3 separate regions of the Mus musculus genome follow, and regions 1 and 2 are each linked to region 3. The links are chromatin contacts, called in public promoter capture Hi-C maps. All regions are on one chromosome and are shown on one strand. Each heading gives the region's core, a stretch centred on a gene start, on an enhancer-like site or on the middle of the called end of the contact. The rest is flanking DNA. Distances are from core to core; before and after follow the strand shown. Region 1 overlaps Sgms2 (sphingomyelin synthase 2). Region 2 overlaps Hadh (hydroxyacyl-Coenzyme A dehydrogenase). Region 3 overlaps Sgms2 (sphingomyelin synthase 2).

Region 1 (4,707 bases), core at 745-3,244, 120 kb after region 3:
GGCTCAGTCTGGCTTTTCCCTCCTTGGCACAAAATTGTGCTTAGATACAACCTTCTAAACCCTTCAGAGGAAAAAAGTTAGAAGCCGCAAGAATGTCCCAAAGTCTAACAGCGAAAAGTAAACTATTTGACATTTTTAACAAACATCCAGAAATCTTTACAAGAGGGGGAAACCCCATTTCAACACTGGAACTGAACATGTTTTTAATCTGACTGGTGAGCAGAGAGACTCAAATTTTTAGAAATTACTATTTCTCACATAATAATTAGTCATTAAGTAACCCCAAACTATCAAGCTGCTATTCAGCTGTAAAATAAAATAAGTCTTAGGTTTTACAAATATGAACAAAATTTAGAGGAACATATTTACCAGGACATTGTTAGCGACAGTGAAAAGCACACTAATTAAGTGCACAATAGCTAAAAAAACCCCACTTGTGTTGTGGTAAATACAAGGGGATAATTGAACATTCCTGTACCATGTGATATTGTGACTGGTAAGAGGTTCCTGATATCCTCGTGGTTAGAGAACAACGTTAGGTGTCTCCCTATACCCCGTTTCTTTTCCTTGGTTTAGATTTTGTTATTTTCCTTTATATGCATGAGTGTTTTGCCTGCAGGCATGTATGTATGTTCACCACATGCGTGCCTGCAGTGGTCAGCAGATTCCCTTAGGATCACGGATGCTTGAGAGTCGTGCCTGAGGTGGGTGCTGGGAACTGAGCCTAAGTCCTCTGTAAGACAAGCAAGTGCTCGCAACCACTGAGCCATCTCGTCAGTCCCCTCTCCTGTCTCTTGAAAGCTTCATGTGTAAATATCAAGATGACTACAGAGAACACCAATTTATAAATTATTTACACATTCCTCTTAGTCAGGAACCAAGTTTTCTTAAACAAGGGCTGCTACCATAACTAAAAAGAAAAAGAGACAACACACCTGCAGACGAAGAAAAGGAAGAAAAGGGAAAGAATGAGAAAGGCGGGAAGAAAGCTTCCAAGACAGACTTCCAAACATGGCAGCCACAGCACGTCTCTACAGAAGCACCCAGTCATCACCATACACTGAGGACTGAAACAGTAAGCCTCAGTTTCCTTGTCTTCACTACATGTTAGAGAACCCATGCTGCTGAAGAAATAAAAATTCTCAGTCCAGCTTATTAAAAGTTTTCTTTTCAGCAAGATGCCACTTGTGGTCCTACCACCAAGCATTGAGGTGGCCCACCGCTCTGATTAAATATAGCTTAATTACATAGTTGAGAGATTTAAAGTACGGATTCTCACTATGACTGCTACTCTTCCTTAAATAAAAAATAAAGCCTGTGTTTGAAACCAGATGTGAAGCCAAGCACAGTGACATACCAGTCACCCTAGCACTTGGAAGGGAGAGAGGATGTCGGACCGGGAGTTCAAAGGCTATATCGGAAACCCAAGGCCAGCCTGGGCTACATAATACAGCTTTTTAAAACCAAAACAGAGAAAGAGAAATGAAGCTCAAAGTAAAAATGAGTCAAGAAAGAATTACTAAATATGAAGAGAGAAACAAATTTACCCGTGGGTCCCTTCTGCCCAGGTAGAGGAGATCTTTGGCAGGGACAGAGTAATATCAGCAAATATGGATTCTAAGCCAGAGGGAATCCAGTGGTATGTTTAACCCACCAGGTTAACAAGTATGAGATGGTTGCTCTAAGTATCTCAGCAGGATAAACAAACACTGCACTAACCATCCAAGAACGAGGACTCTCGACTCCTTATACATGATAGAGCTCTGTCTTGAAGGTAATTAAATTACAGTAAAAACACATGTTTAAATAAAATAAATGTTAAGATGGTAGGGTTAGAACAGGGAGGTTGGGAACACAGAGGAAGGTAAATTAAAGGGCTAGCAGCTGGGTATGAGGTAGTAGAGCTGACCATCAAGAGGAAAGGCTGTGACTGTGATTCAAGCTGCCTTGACCCCTGACAGCAGGACTCTGGCTTCCTCCTGCTGGCATTGCTTGGCAAGGCTTTCCAGTGGCTTGTGACACTTGTGCACTTAGGCCCAGAGGGCCTGGATGCATTAGCGCTCACCTCATACATATCCATAAAATGCCAAAATCCTTACACAGAACCCATGGGCTGCTGTCTGTCTTGGGGTAGTGCATGACAACCCCTCTTTAGAAGGCTGTTTAGCTATTCTAACTTAACCATATCTTAGCTAAATAAACTTCTATTAAACTGGCTCTTGACTGAATTCTGCCCTTCAAGGATTTAAGAGCTATGGGTCTCCCTCCCCGCATGCAGGACCGTATCTGCTACATTCCCTTGGTTAGCAATCCACTTCCTGTAGTTACCCACAGCCCATTACAGTCCCAGCCCTGTTGTTTATCCTTGTAAGGTTTCTGAGATGTTTCTTGCTGGGCCTTCTCACTAGTTAGAGCAATTTGCTTCTTCTGGGGTTAACATGGCTTCAGCAACATCCATCTCAGACATCTATGCCCTGCAAGGCTCCAACATTCCTTCAAAGGAATCCCCAAAAACGAACCATGGTGGCAGATTTATAGAGATGTATTTCACACGGGAAACTTTCACATCCTTAAGTTCCGGAGGGAGGGCGTGTGTCAGCGCAATGGAAGTAAAGAAATGGAGCTCTCGGGACCTCAGCGCTATTTGCTGTCCAAACGGAAATTAAAAACTAAGACAGCAGGAATAACCGGAGAAAAGGGAAGAGGAAAACCAGAAGTGAGTTGTGGGCAGGAGGAGATTTTGCAACTGGATTTTGAGTAAGGTAAAGGAAGATGGCACAAGACACTCAGAAGCCTGGTGTTATGAACATGAGTGCGGGTGGGCAGGCTCATCTGGAGATGATGGAGGGGACTGGGGAGGGACTGGGGGAGGGCCTGCTGGGGGAGTTGGGTCCACACAAGTTCCAATGGACTGTCAGGTGGTCACTGGACACAACTGGGCTGTCAGGGCAACTCAGACACGCTTGGCCTTGAATCATACATAGCCAGGGTCTACCTCTCCCCTTAGATAGCAGGGTCAGCGAAAGAGGGGAAGGTTGAGACTGTTATCTAACCTGAGGGTTACAAGTTGTCTTCTGCCCTCAGTAACCCAATTCAAATCGTTAAATTAAAACCAGAAAGCTGAGAGGGGCTGAGTGATGGTTCAGTGGTTAGGGAGCTTATGGCTCTTGTGGAGGAACCGGGCTATTCTCAGCACTCACACGGGGCAGCTCACAGCCACTCCAGCACCAGGAGATCCACACCACCTTCTGGCCCACGGGGGAACCAGGATGCACGTGATGCAGATAAACGTACGCACGCGCAAGCACACACACGCATACACACACAAATAAATGAGTTGTTAAAAACTGTCTAAAATATAGTAGAAAGAAAAAAGATTTCTTCAATAAGGTTACAATGGGGAGAGGGACAAAGAGAACTAGTTGAATTCCTCAGATCTGTCTCTTAGGTCCAGTCGGGGTGGTCCCATCCACCCTTAACCCCTCGCTGTCTGAACTTGAGTTTCATTCTATGAGGTGATCTGGTGAGTTGTCAGAGCTGGGTGAAATGACTTTCCAGGAGATAAAGTCTCCTCCAGTTGGAGCCCTTTCCTTCCCCCAACATTGAGATTCATAGGGAAATCTCATGTCTTTGGGTTCATTGTTGCAGTAGTCTGATAGTCAAATTGAGACACATGGTCTCTTTACTTCACTTCTGGCAGGGACATTAAATGACTTTGATGATTAGCAAACAGACGAGTCATCGTGGACATTATCTTGTGAGAAACGGTTAATCAAGGGTGGTTAGTCCAAAGATCAATATTCAATAAGTCTCTATCTATCTATCTATCTATCTATCTATCTATCTATCCATCTATCCATCCATCTATCCACCCATCTATCTATCCATCCATCTATCTACCTTCATATCTTTAATGCTGCCTACCTGGTAAAACTTCTGTTTGCATAAAGGCCTCTGCTGCATTCCCAGGAACTTGATGACCCAAGCTGCCCACCCTTTCCCCCTTTCCTTCATTTCCTTTACACAGATTATGAACTAGCCCACAGCATCAGATGAGACACGGTCACCACCTACATTAGCACAAGATTACGGGGATGGCCCTCCCCCAGGGCCCATGTGCATGCTAACCCAGACAGGGTCGTGCTGTATCCTTTTGACAAAATGAAATTTGCCTTGCTGGGTTAATTTTGCTTTGTTCGGGTGTTACTTTGTGTGATGCCAAGAATATCATTTTCCAGCAATCTTGATCTGATAATAAAGGCACCTTCAGGAGAAGTATGTGACTTCGCCCATGTGCCATGCCCTGAGGCTTCTTCTCGCCCCTCTACAGCATCTAACAGGTAGGAGGATCCTTATACATCTTTGCTTAACCTTTCCTGAGAGTGAATGATTGGTTCCAAGGGAGCCAAGAAATGCATGCACGTGTTGTCTTTCCAGCAAAAGCAGACCACTCGTTCATACATCCCCTCCCCATTTTCCCTTCTGTGGTGCTAACGACTGAACCAAAGGGTTCACCCACACAAACGCTCTGCCCCTGGCCTCCTAGTCTATACTTTACGTTGGTGGCATGTAATGATACATGGTGAGCCGCCTTCTAATGGTGAATACCAAGAGACAGGAGCAAAGGGGCTTCCTGAGGGACACGGCATGGGTCCATCAGAAGATACGCCCTGTGACCTTCAGAAAGTCACTTGAATCTGAAGACCT
Region 2 (4,203 bases), core at 1,092-3,591, 100 kb before region 3:
TAATAAAAATTAATTAAAAACTATAAATACTCAATAGTATCGAATATTTTCTAGAAAATGATAACGTTTGCTAAGCATTACCTGTTAACCAATGCATTACATTTCTCAAGAAGACGAAGGAGAAACAACTCAGGCGCTTCTCAGTAGCACTACAGAATGCGTACTGTGTGCAGAACGCAAACACGCGTCACCCAGTAACTACAACCGACGGATCACTGAGAGCTGAATAAACACCTCTACCTTTGCTGCGCAAGGGCAAACTGCATCTTCTACCTCCCACGACTCTTCTTCCCACTGCTCACCCTCTTTATAAATATCCAGTTTAGGTAGATAGGTGTTTTGCCTGCCCGTATGCCTGGCCCAACAGGCCAAAGACACTGTGGTATCCCTTGGGACTAGAATTACAGTCAACTGTCGTGTGCGTGATGGGAATTGAACCCAGGTCCTTTGGAAGAGTAGCCCGTGCTCCTAACCACTGAGCCATCTTTCCAGCCCATTTTCTACTTCTTCAGCAGAAGCCTAGAAGACCAGAGGAACAAGGTCACAGGACAGGAAAATTCCCACTGCAGAAAGACTGGACCAGCCACTTGAGAAAAAAAGTGGATATGGAGAGGCCAGAACTGATAAAACACACTTATGGTGGGCATCAGCAGTGCGGGAGACAGAAGGCAAAGGGCTAACAGAGAGGGCAGCCATCAACAAGCCTGAGGGCAGCCCCAGCCAGTGTCTGGAAGTTTGCCTGGCTCCACAGCACAGCGTCCCCCACACTTCGCACGGCAATAACTCCCCAACCTCAGACCAAATGCTGCTTTAATGGCAGTCGCTCCCAGAGACCCTCTAATTAACCCCTATAAAGGGCAAGCCACCACATGTTAGGTGCCAACTGTCTATCCTGACTCCATCTCCCTCCACTGAGCTTCCCAGCAAGAGAGCAGAAGCAATCCAAACAGGAAGGCCGGCAAGCCCTGCCTGGCCCCTACTCTCTACCACTCGCCTTTGAGGTCAGGAGGCTCAAGACTGCAGGAAGCTGCTTTTAATAGCTCTGATCACAGCATGGAACTGTGCCTCGCTGAGACAGTAGTGAAGGGCTGCTGCATGGGACCAGAATTCCCACCAGGAGTGACAGGCGAGCTAGAACCCCATGTCAGAGAAGACCTGCGTATCTCCAGCATGGAGCAAGCTGACCTCAGCAAGACGGTATGAAGGTGTATGGGTCTCCCCTGTCTCTCTCATCATGTCAGTGACCTCGTGTTCCTCCCAGTCTGATGTCCCTGTCAGCACTGTCATTGGCCCTGACACAGGCACATAAAAAAAACAAAACAAAACAAAACAAAAAACAAAGTAGAGGAGCCTTCCAAGATAAGAGCTGCCCTTTCTTCCTCTCCTGAAGAGGACAATTGTGACAACCGATATACAAAGGGGGCTTTTTTTTTTGTATCGACCTTCCAGGTTCCGGTTACGTGTCACGCAACATCAGGACCAGATGCCCACTGACCTCCACAAGCTTCATCATAGGCACGGGGTTGAAAAAGTGGAGGCCAGCAAATCGGTCTTGTCTGGTGGTGGCATTGGCTATGTTTGTGATCTGCAAAGAAGACGTGTTGCTGGCAAAGATGGTGTGTCTGTGGAGAGAAGAAACACGGGAGCCCATTGTCAGCATCACGGCACCGTATCATCCCGGTGCCCGAGGCAGACCTACCACCACTCCCCACCCCACCGCATGTCCCGCTGAGGAAGTCAGTCAGAAGGTGCAGCAACAGGAGAGGCTGAAACCAAGCGACTGCGTTTTCTATTTAAATCCCCACATCTACCAGACGTGGCACAGTGAAGTGATCAGACACTTGAAACTGTAAACAATCCTCAGAGAAACACAGCTGCGCCCCCAGGAGCATAGAACAGTTCCCCCTCTAGTGCAGAGCTTTAACCTGGTCATTAGACAAGAATGGAAATGAAGACACAGGCTTTGAACATGGCCGAAAGGGAAGTTTAGTCTCAGACAACCTGGGACAGAAGAGTACACACACACACACACACACACACACACACACAAAACACATGTTCACAGACCTCCGTTTTACAGGCTATCCTGAAAACACACTTGTCTTATTTTATGCATATAGAACCTTAACTTATCAACTTGCAAATCACATACTGTCAGAGACCAAATCCAATTCTCTTCTCAAAACTTCATCTGCTAAGACCAGAAATAAAGTGAGGCTGCCAAAGGCACCAAGGCAAATCCCGTTCCTACAGCGCCACCTTGTGGATAACTTACAAACCAGTAGGATGCCCTTTAGCACAGTTGGATCTGGTCCTACTACCCAAGGACAGTGGCCCCTACTGACCATATTCTCTCTAGGGTTGCTGACCAAAGTCAGGGGCTGGCAGGAAGAAACCAGCTGGGGCAAAAAGAAATCAGTAATTTGGAAAAGAGAGACGCCTGTGAGTATCCAAATACACATATACACCTAGTACCTGGGTGGCTGAGGCAGGATTGTGGGTTGGAGGTTGTCACCTTGGACTACAGAAGAAGACCGTCTTTGGTGTGTGTGTGTAGACTAAGTGGGTAGGTAGGTAAGGGACGAAGGTATCCGAGGCTTAAGGTCAGGCACTAACAGATCCAACCTCTGGGGCGGGCTTTTTAAAAATCCAAGGTACCAACTGGGAAGGTCTTTGAAATCTTCTACCTCAAGACCCTTCAGTCACAGGCTGGAAACTTTGGGCCATCCCCAGGTAAGGTAGAGCTGGCCTAGCCTCCCGACTGCCCCTCCCCCATCCTCTCCTTACCCTCCACTGACACCAGGGGGCGTTGGATGCTCACTGCCACTAGGTGACCTCGCATCAAGGTCAGACTGCTTCAGGAGAACAGTGAAGTCACGTTGTTGTTACTGGCCTTGGTTTGATGGCCTTCCCAGGCTCTGTGCTGACTTGAGAGACAAACCCCAGTACCAGGTGTCCTCTTTGTCCTGTTTCTGAAGCGCTAAATGCACATGACCAGCAGAGTGCTGTACAGGGGACAAGAAGGTCACCAGGACACACACCTGAGGGTTTACAGCCCCATAAGCTGATGTGCAAGTGTTTCCTTCAGCCACGGGTCACCGGTGCTTCCCTAAAAATGACTTTTGCTTGTAACTTTACTCCATTCCAGTCTAACCAAGAAGGGAAGTGTGGCCAAGTCGGCCATGGGCCATAGACACATCACGTGGGCATAAGCACGCGGCAGTGAACCAGCCAGTCATCATAACTGCCAAAAGCTAAGAGTCAAACACTAAGAGGCGGTCCTAGAGTGTGACCCTACAGTGTTACCTATGTACCATTTTACAAGCCTGGCAACTCCTCCATGACCCTGCTATGGCTGCCTTTCCTGCTGTCCTTCCCAGGAAGCCTGGTGTTCACTGAATGCCCTCAAGCGGGTTCCAATTAAACCCAAATAAAATTGAAAACAGAAAAGTGTTCAAAATGGCACAAAGGCGCTTTGCCTTCTGTCTGGTCCGCTCTGAACTCCCCAGCAGGCATTTATTTAAGACTTTCCCCCGGGGCTGGTGAGATGGCTCAGCGGTTAAGAGCACCGACTGCTCTTCCAAAGGTCCTGAGTTCAAAATCCCAGCAACCACATGGTGGCTCACAACCATCCGTAACGAGATCTGATGCTCTCTCCTGGAGTGTCTGAGGACAGCTACAGTGTACTTACATATAATAAATAAATAAATCTGTTTTTAAAAAAAAAAGACTTTCCCCGTGTCCCACAATGACTGCAGGAAACACACAGGTGTGACACTGGACATGGGCAGTTATACCCCTCATGTGCACAAGGAACACAGGATGAAACCCAGTAGTTCTGCAAAGAGGTGACGGAGGCTGGGGGGTCCAGGGAGCCATGGAGCTGTGGTGAGCCGGCCCAGAGCAAGAGTGGGGTTGAGGCGAGTCCAAGCCTGGAAATCTCCTCCTCTCTGTCCTGCCTGTGTCTGTCCCCGTGCACATAGCCCTGTGCCCTCACAGTTTGCCCCCTGGTGGAGGTCACACAGCCCAGTAGCCAGGTTGAACTGCCTCTTGCCTTATAAGGTCACGTCCAATGGCACCTGGAATTCCTCCTTATTTAAAAGAGACATCTCTAGAGTTCTGGCCCAGGCCCACCCCAAAAGCGGCTACCCACTGTCCAAAGGTTTAAGTAGCCTTTGTTCCCCACATTAAATGAGCTGTCTC
Region 3 (4,685 bases), core at 1,675-4,174:
TTAGCACACTGACTCTATTGATGTTTTAACTACAAAGTAGGACATAGTACAGAAACTTAAGTACTGTTTAAAATTAGGAAGGGATTATAGTAAAATAACCCAGAAGCAATTTTTTATCTTCTATGTATGGGTGTTTCGCCTGCATGCATGCCTGTGTGTCATGCACGTCCCTGGTGGCCAAGCAGGCTAAAAGAGAGCATCAGATCCATTGGAACTGGAGTTATGAACAGTGTGAGTCACTGTGTAAAAACGGGGATTGAACAGAGGTACTCTAGAAGAGCAAGCAGAGGTCTTAACCGCCGAGCCTTCTGCCTCTCCAGCCCCACTCCCAGAAGCACACTTGTAACTGATGATCATCTTGGAGCTAGGGCTCTGCAGTTAAGAGCATCTGCTACTCTTGCAGAGGACCTGAGTTTGTTTCCCAGCACCCATACTGGCACACAACCACTCGAGACACCAGTTCCAGGAGACCCAAAGCCCTCTGTGCATACCTGCATACATATGGTACAGGTACGTACATGCTTTTCACCACCTATACACACAATTTTTTTTTTAAGTAATGGAGTGAAGCAACAGGGACATTTGATCAATTTCAGTATTTATTTTGCTGGTAAAGGTATCCAGTGCCAGGAACTGGAGTAGTACCGCTATGCTCTCTCGGTGTCAACATCACGCTTAGCTGTGTTTTATGAGACGTGATATCCTGTGGAATGCATCTCATTGCTGCTTGGCTTTGCACTGCTAACTTTAGAATCCCTGGTTAAATTATACATCAGATACTGGGTTCCTACATCTCATGTCTGTCCTTTTTAACTACTGAACAGTCTTCTACTCAGTAAACCAAGAGCTTATTTGGCTTACACTTCTACATTATAGAAGTGTAATAAGTGACTCTGTAGGCAGTCAGGACAGGAACTCAGGCAGGGAAGGAACCGGGAGGCAGGAGCTGATGCAGAGACCACATTTGGTGGTGGTGATGGGGTTTCTGCTACTGGCTTGCTCCTCATGGTTAGCTCAGTTTGCTTTCTTATAGAACCCAGGACCACCAGACCAGGAATGACACTACTCACATGGGCTAGACCCTCCCCCATCAATCACTATTAAGAAAATCCCCCGGGCTGGAAAGATGCCTTAGTGGTTCCAGAGGTCCCGAGTTCAAATCCCAGCAACCACATGGTGGCCCACAACCTTCTATAATGGGATTTGATGCCTCTTCTGGTGTGTCTGAAGACAGCCACAGTGTACTCATAAACATAAAATAAATAACATCTTAAAAAAGGAAAAAGAAAATTCCTTATAGGCTTGCCTATGGCCAATATGAGGGAGGCATTTTCTAACTGAGGGTGGCTCCTTTCACGTGACTTTAGCATGTGTCAAGCTGGCATCAAGCTATCCAGCACACCAAGGCAAGTGAGCAACGGAGACGTTAATGAAAGGCACAAACCATGTACACGTGAAAGCAGACTTCTCACGCACACATCAGCCAACCGGAAGATCTATTTACAAATTAAATGCACATGCATGTTTTATGACACACCCTATAAAATAATCAGCTTTGAAAACCTAATATAAATATGCTTATTACCTGACCTCAAGCTACTGGATTTGTACCCCACGTCAAAGGACAAAACTGTCCTCAAAATCTCATAATTAAGAGACAATATTTGGAATTGATATGAAGAGAACAGCACTGATCAGAAAAGAAAAGAAAGACCAACCACCCCTGAAGGAAGGAGGCGACGATGGTAGGTATGCAGGTAAGGGTTTGATACTGTCTGGTAGGTATGCAGGTAAGGGTTTGATGCTGTCGTATTCATACACCATTTAGTCATTCCATTTTAACAATCCCAGTAGGCTTTCTCCATACTCTGAAGAGTTCTGAAATAGGAATTTAAAATTGGCAATGGCATAGGTCCGTGCTGTTGTACCACACGAAGCGACTGCCATTTCACACTTTCACTGATTCCTATGTTGAGGGTTTAGCGTACACAGTGCCCCTGCCTCCCAGTGAAATAAGAAGCATACAAAGTATTATTTTCAATATCCACTTATAAGAAAAGTTTGCAAATAGCTAAATCGTGAACATACGGGACAAATCCACAGAATTGTGGATTCCCTCACTGTCAAAAAAAAAATACTGTGTGGTGAGATGGTTGGATAGGTTGACTCCTCCTAATCTGAAAAACTCTGAAATATTGAAAACACTCTAAATAATCTTGAGCATTCTCATGACTCCATAACTCTCATGGTTCAATGCACAGACATTTGGTTCCTGTATAAAACTATTAAAATACTGTATAAAATCACCCCCAGTTGCATATGTAAGGTACATAGAAGAGTAAATAAATTTAGAGTTAGGCTGGGATTCCACCTCTGAGAAACATCATCATGTATATACTAATGTTCCAAAATAAAAAAAAAAAAATACCCAATCCAAAGCATTAAAAAAAAAAAAAATTGCTTTGATTAATGTGTATGCTACATGTGTGCAGGTGCCTAGAGAGGCCACAAGAGGGCGACAGATCCCCTGCAGCTGCAGTTAACAAGCCGTTGTGACTGGCTTAATGTCAGTTGTCTTAAAGGCAGCAAGCATCCTTAAAGGCAGGGCTGACCTCTCTCTCTCTCTCCACCCTTATGGCCTCCCCCCCACCCCCACTAGAAACCTTTCTGATCCTAGGCTTAGGATAAGGGAGGGCAAACGTGTTTAATAACTGTAAGCTTACCAAAGAGATACATAATTACTAAACTAGTACAGCATATAGCTAAGTGGGAATTCAACCTAGACAGACAGTAGAGCATCAGCAATTCCTAGCAGGGGGTATACAATAAACAAATTGGGAAAGGGGGCATGGGATACAGAGTCGGGTGGCAAGCTAAGGTAGGACTTTGGAAGGCCACCCACTCCCAAGGGCCTCCTTCAGCAGGACTGATGGGAAGCTGGGTAAACACATTTGTAGAGGCGATGTGGCATAAAGTCCAAGGTCGAGAAAGGCTCTGTTTATTAGACCTGTAAATCTGCCCTGCCATACATGTGATGCCTTTATGATAAGGCATATTAACTGTGTAAATACAGCTTTAAAAAATCTTATCTAGGTTTATGTGTGAGCTTTAATGTTTAAAAGAATTTAAATGTATTAAAGATAGATGCTAAACCTCCATCAGAGAAAACCTGATCCTACAGAAAACTGAAATTACAAACAAGCACATGTTCATACCGAGCTCTATGGTGCAGGAGACTCTACAGTTTAAGCTTAGATCTTAAGGAAATGAAACAAAGAACCTACTGAGGTTTCAATAGCCCCAAAACTTTGTCAAACCTGACCAAGGAAAACTCATTAGTCACCAGAAAGCCATTACAGAAGCAGGCATTGTTAAATAGCTAGAAAATGCAACCGATTCAAGCAAAGCTTACTTGCGTGTCAGGTACTTTGTTGGTGTCTGTTTTAACCACTCACAACTACCCTAGGAAATATTGTAAGCTCAATTTAAAAAAAGAAAAAAGAAAAGAGAAAAAAGAAAAGAGGCAAAGCGAGTTGCCCAAGGTCAGAAAGGAAACAGCAAATCTTAAACCTGATGGAGGTTTAGCATCTATCTTTAATAGATTAAATTCTTTTAAACACTAAAGCACACACATAAACTTAGATATATTTTTAAAGCTGTATTTACCCAGTTAATAAACCTTATCATGAAGGCGTCACATGCATGGACGGGCAGATTTATGCCAGGACTCTGACCTCAGGAGGTTTCCTTTCTTACGGCACACGACTGACTCCAGGGTAGGACATTCTAATAGGTGAGCGATACAGCCAATGAAAAGACCAAGCAACAAATATCAGGCTTGCTTTTCTTTGTTTGTTTGTTTTTCCCACCATAGAGACATAAGCGCATAGGAAAGTTCTCTAAATAGCAAATATCAATATTGAGGCTAGGCATGGAACTGAAGGGCAGAATTCTTGCTCAGCACGAGGGAGACCCAAGGTTCAATCCCCAGCACTAGAAAACAACACACACACACACACACACACACACACACACACACACACACCACACGCGCACACACACAGTCGTTTTGGGAGAGCAAAAGGAAATTGCTAACAGCTTGCCTAGCATCTATATTCACCACATTAATTGAATTTAGTTTAATTAATAAGTCACTGTGTTAAATTTATAATACAGGTATATTATTATTCTATGTTAACAGGATCCGGATGGATGGAAGATTTCCTGACTTGAAGCTTAAAGAGCAGGACATCCTAACTTTGAGCTTCACGTCCCCATGAAACTCCTGAAGAATAACACAGAGCTCACAGCTGCAATGGCACTTTGTGAGGAACGTGACTCCACTTCAGAAGCAACCACAATTATTTTGTTATTTTAAGGCTGGGCTATGTGTGGCTTGTCTCTAGTGCATGAAGCCATGGGATGGGTCCCCAGCATGTCACAAACTGGGTTTGGTGACACACGACTATAATCCCAGGGCTTGGGAGGTGGACTCAGGGGAGCTGGGCCCTCAAGGGTTATCCTCAGCTGCACGGCAAGTTCAAAGCCAGCCTGCGTTGCTTGAGACACTACCCCAAAGCATACGTTTGTATTATGATTGTATCAACGAGTTCCTGAAAACTCTAAAGGTAGCCAAGCCACAGCTTATTGAAAACTGTCATGTGTTTTAGGATGCTTTGCCAACA

Evidence for each region. Promoter capture Hi-C pulls out the DNA fragments that hold promoters and counts their contacts. Capture Hi-C pulls out chosen DNA fragments and counts their contacts.
Region 1: a promoter capture Hi-C map of liver shows a contact between it and region 3. The contact joins two enhancer-like sites. A contact is called at or near these places in 5 of 39 promoter capture datasets (the C10 cell line, the HPC-7 cell line, cranial neural crest and 2 more), 1 of 15 datasets of contacts at CTCF or cohesin (the NIH/3T3 cell line), 3 of 484 Hi-C or Micro-C datasets (bone marrow-derived macrophages, embryonic fibroblasts and embryonic stem cells), 14 of 115 datasets of contacts at active chromatin or transcription factors (bone marrow-derived macrophages, double positive thymocytes, embryonic fibroblasts and 8 more) and 3 of 9 other capture datasets (adipose tissue, liver and pancreatic islet).
Region 2: a promoter capture Hi-C map of liver shows a contact between it and region 3, with 2.3 times the contacts expected there. The contact joins two enhancer-like sites. A contact is called at or near these places in 1 of 39 promoter capture datasets (liver), 1 of 115 datasets of contacts at active chromatin or transcription factors (memory CD8 T cells) and 1 of 9 other capture datasets (adipose tissue).

Annotation. Positions count from the first base shown.
Region 1 is chr3:131,463,752-131,468,458 of GRCm38.p6, forward strand. The region is part of intron 1 of Sgms2 (sphingomyelin synthase 2); the gene reads right to left. Among named protein-coding and RNA genes, the nearest start is that of Sgms2, 24 kb to the right of the region's middle. Within about 2 kb of position 1,995, at least 39 of the 459 cell types and tissues checked have an H3K27ac peak or open chromatin away from gene starts, as enhancers often do. A contact at or near this core is called in lineage negative bone marrow cells and liver, where this site is marked.
Region 2 is chr3:131,243,665-131,247,867 of GRCm38.p6, forward strand. It overlaps Hadh (hydroxyacyl-Coenzyme A dehydrogenase), which reads right to left. Exons shown (of 8, transcript NM_008212.4): 4 at 1,496-1,622. Among named protein-coding and RNA genes, the nearest start is that of Hadh, 26 kb to the right of the region's middle. Within about 2 kb of position 2,342, at least 48 of the 459 cell types and tissues checked have an H3K27ac peak or open chromatin away from gene starts, as enhancers often do. A contact at or near this core is called in liver, where this site is marked.
Region 3 is chr3:131,345,482-131,350,166 of GRCm38.p6, forward strand. All of the region lies in intron 1 of Sgms2 (sphingomyelin synthase 2), which reads right to left. Among named protein-coding and RNA genes, the nearest start is that of Cyp2u1, 45 kb to the left of the region's middle. Within about 2 kb of position 2,925, at least 28 of the 459 cell types and tissues checked have an H3K27ac peak or open chromatin away from gene starts, as enhancers often do. A contact at or near this core is called in lineage negative bone marrow cells and liver, where this site is marked.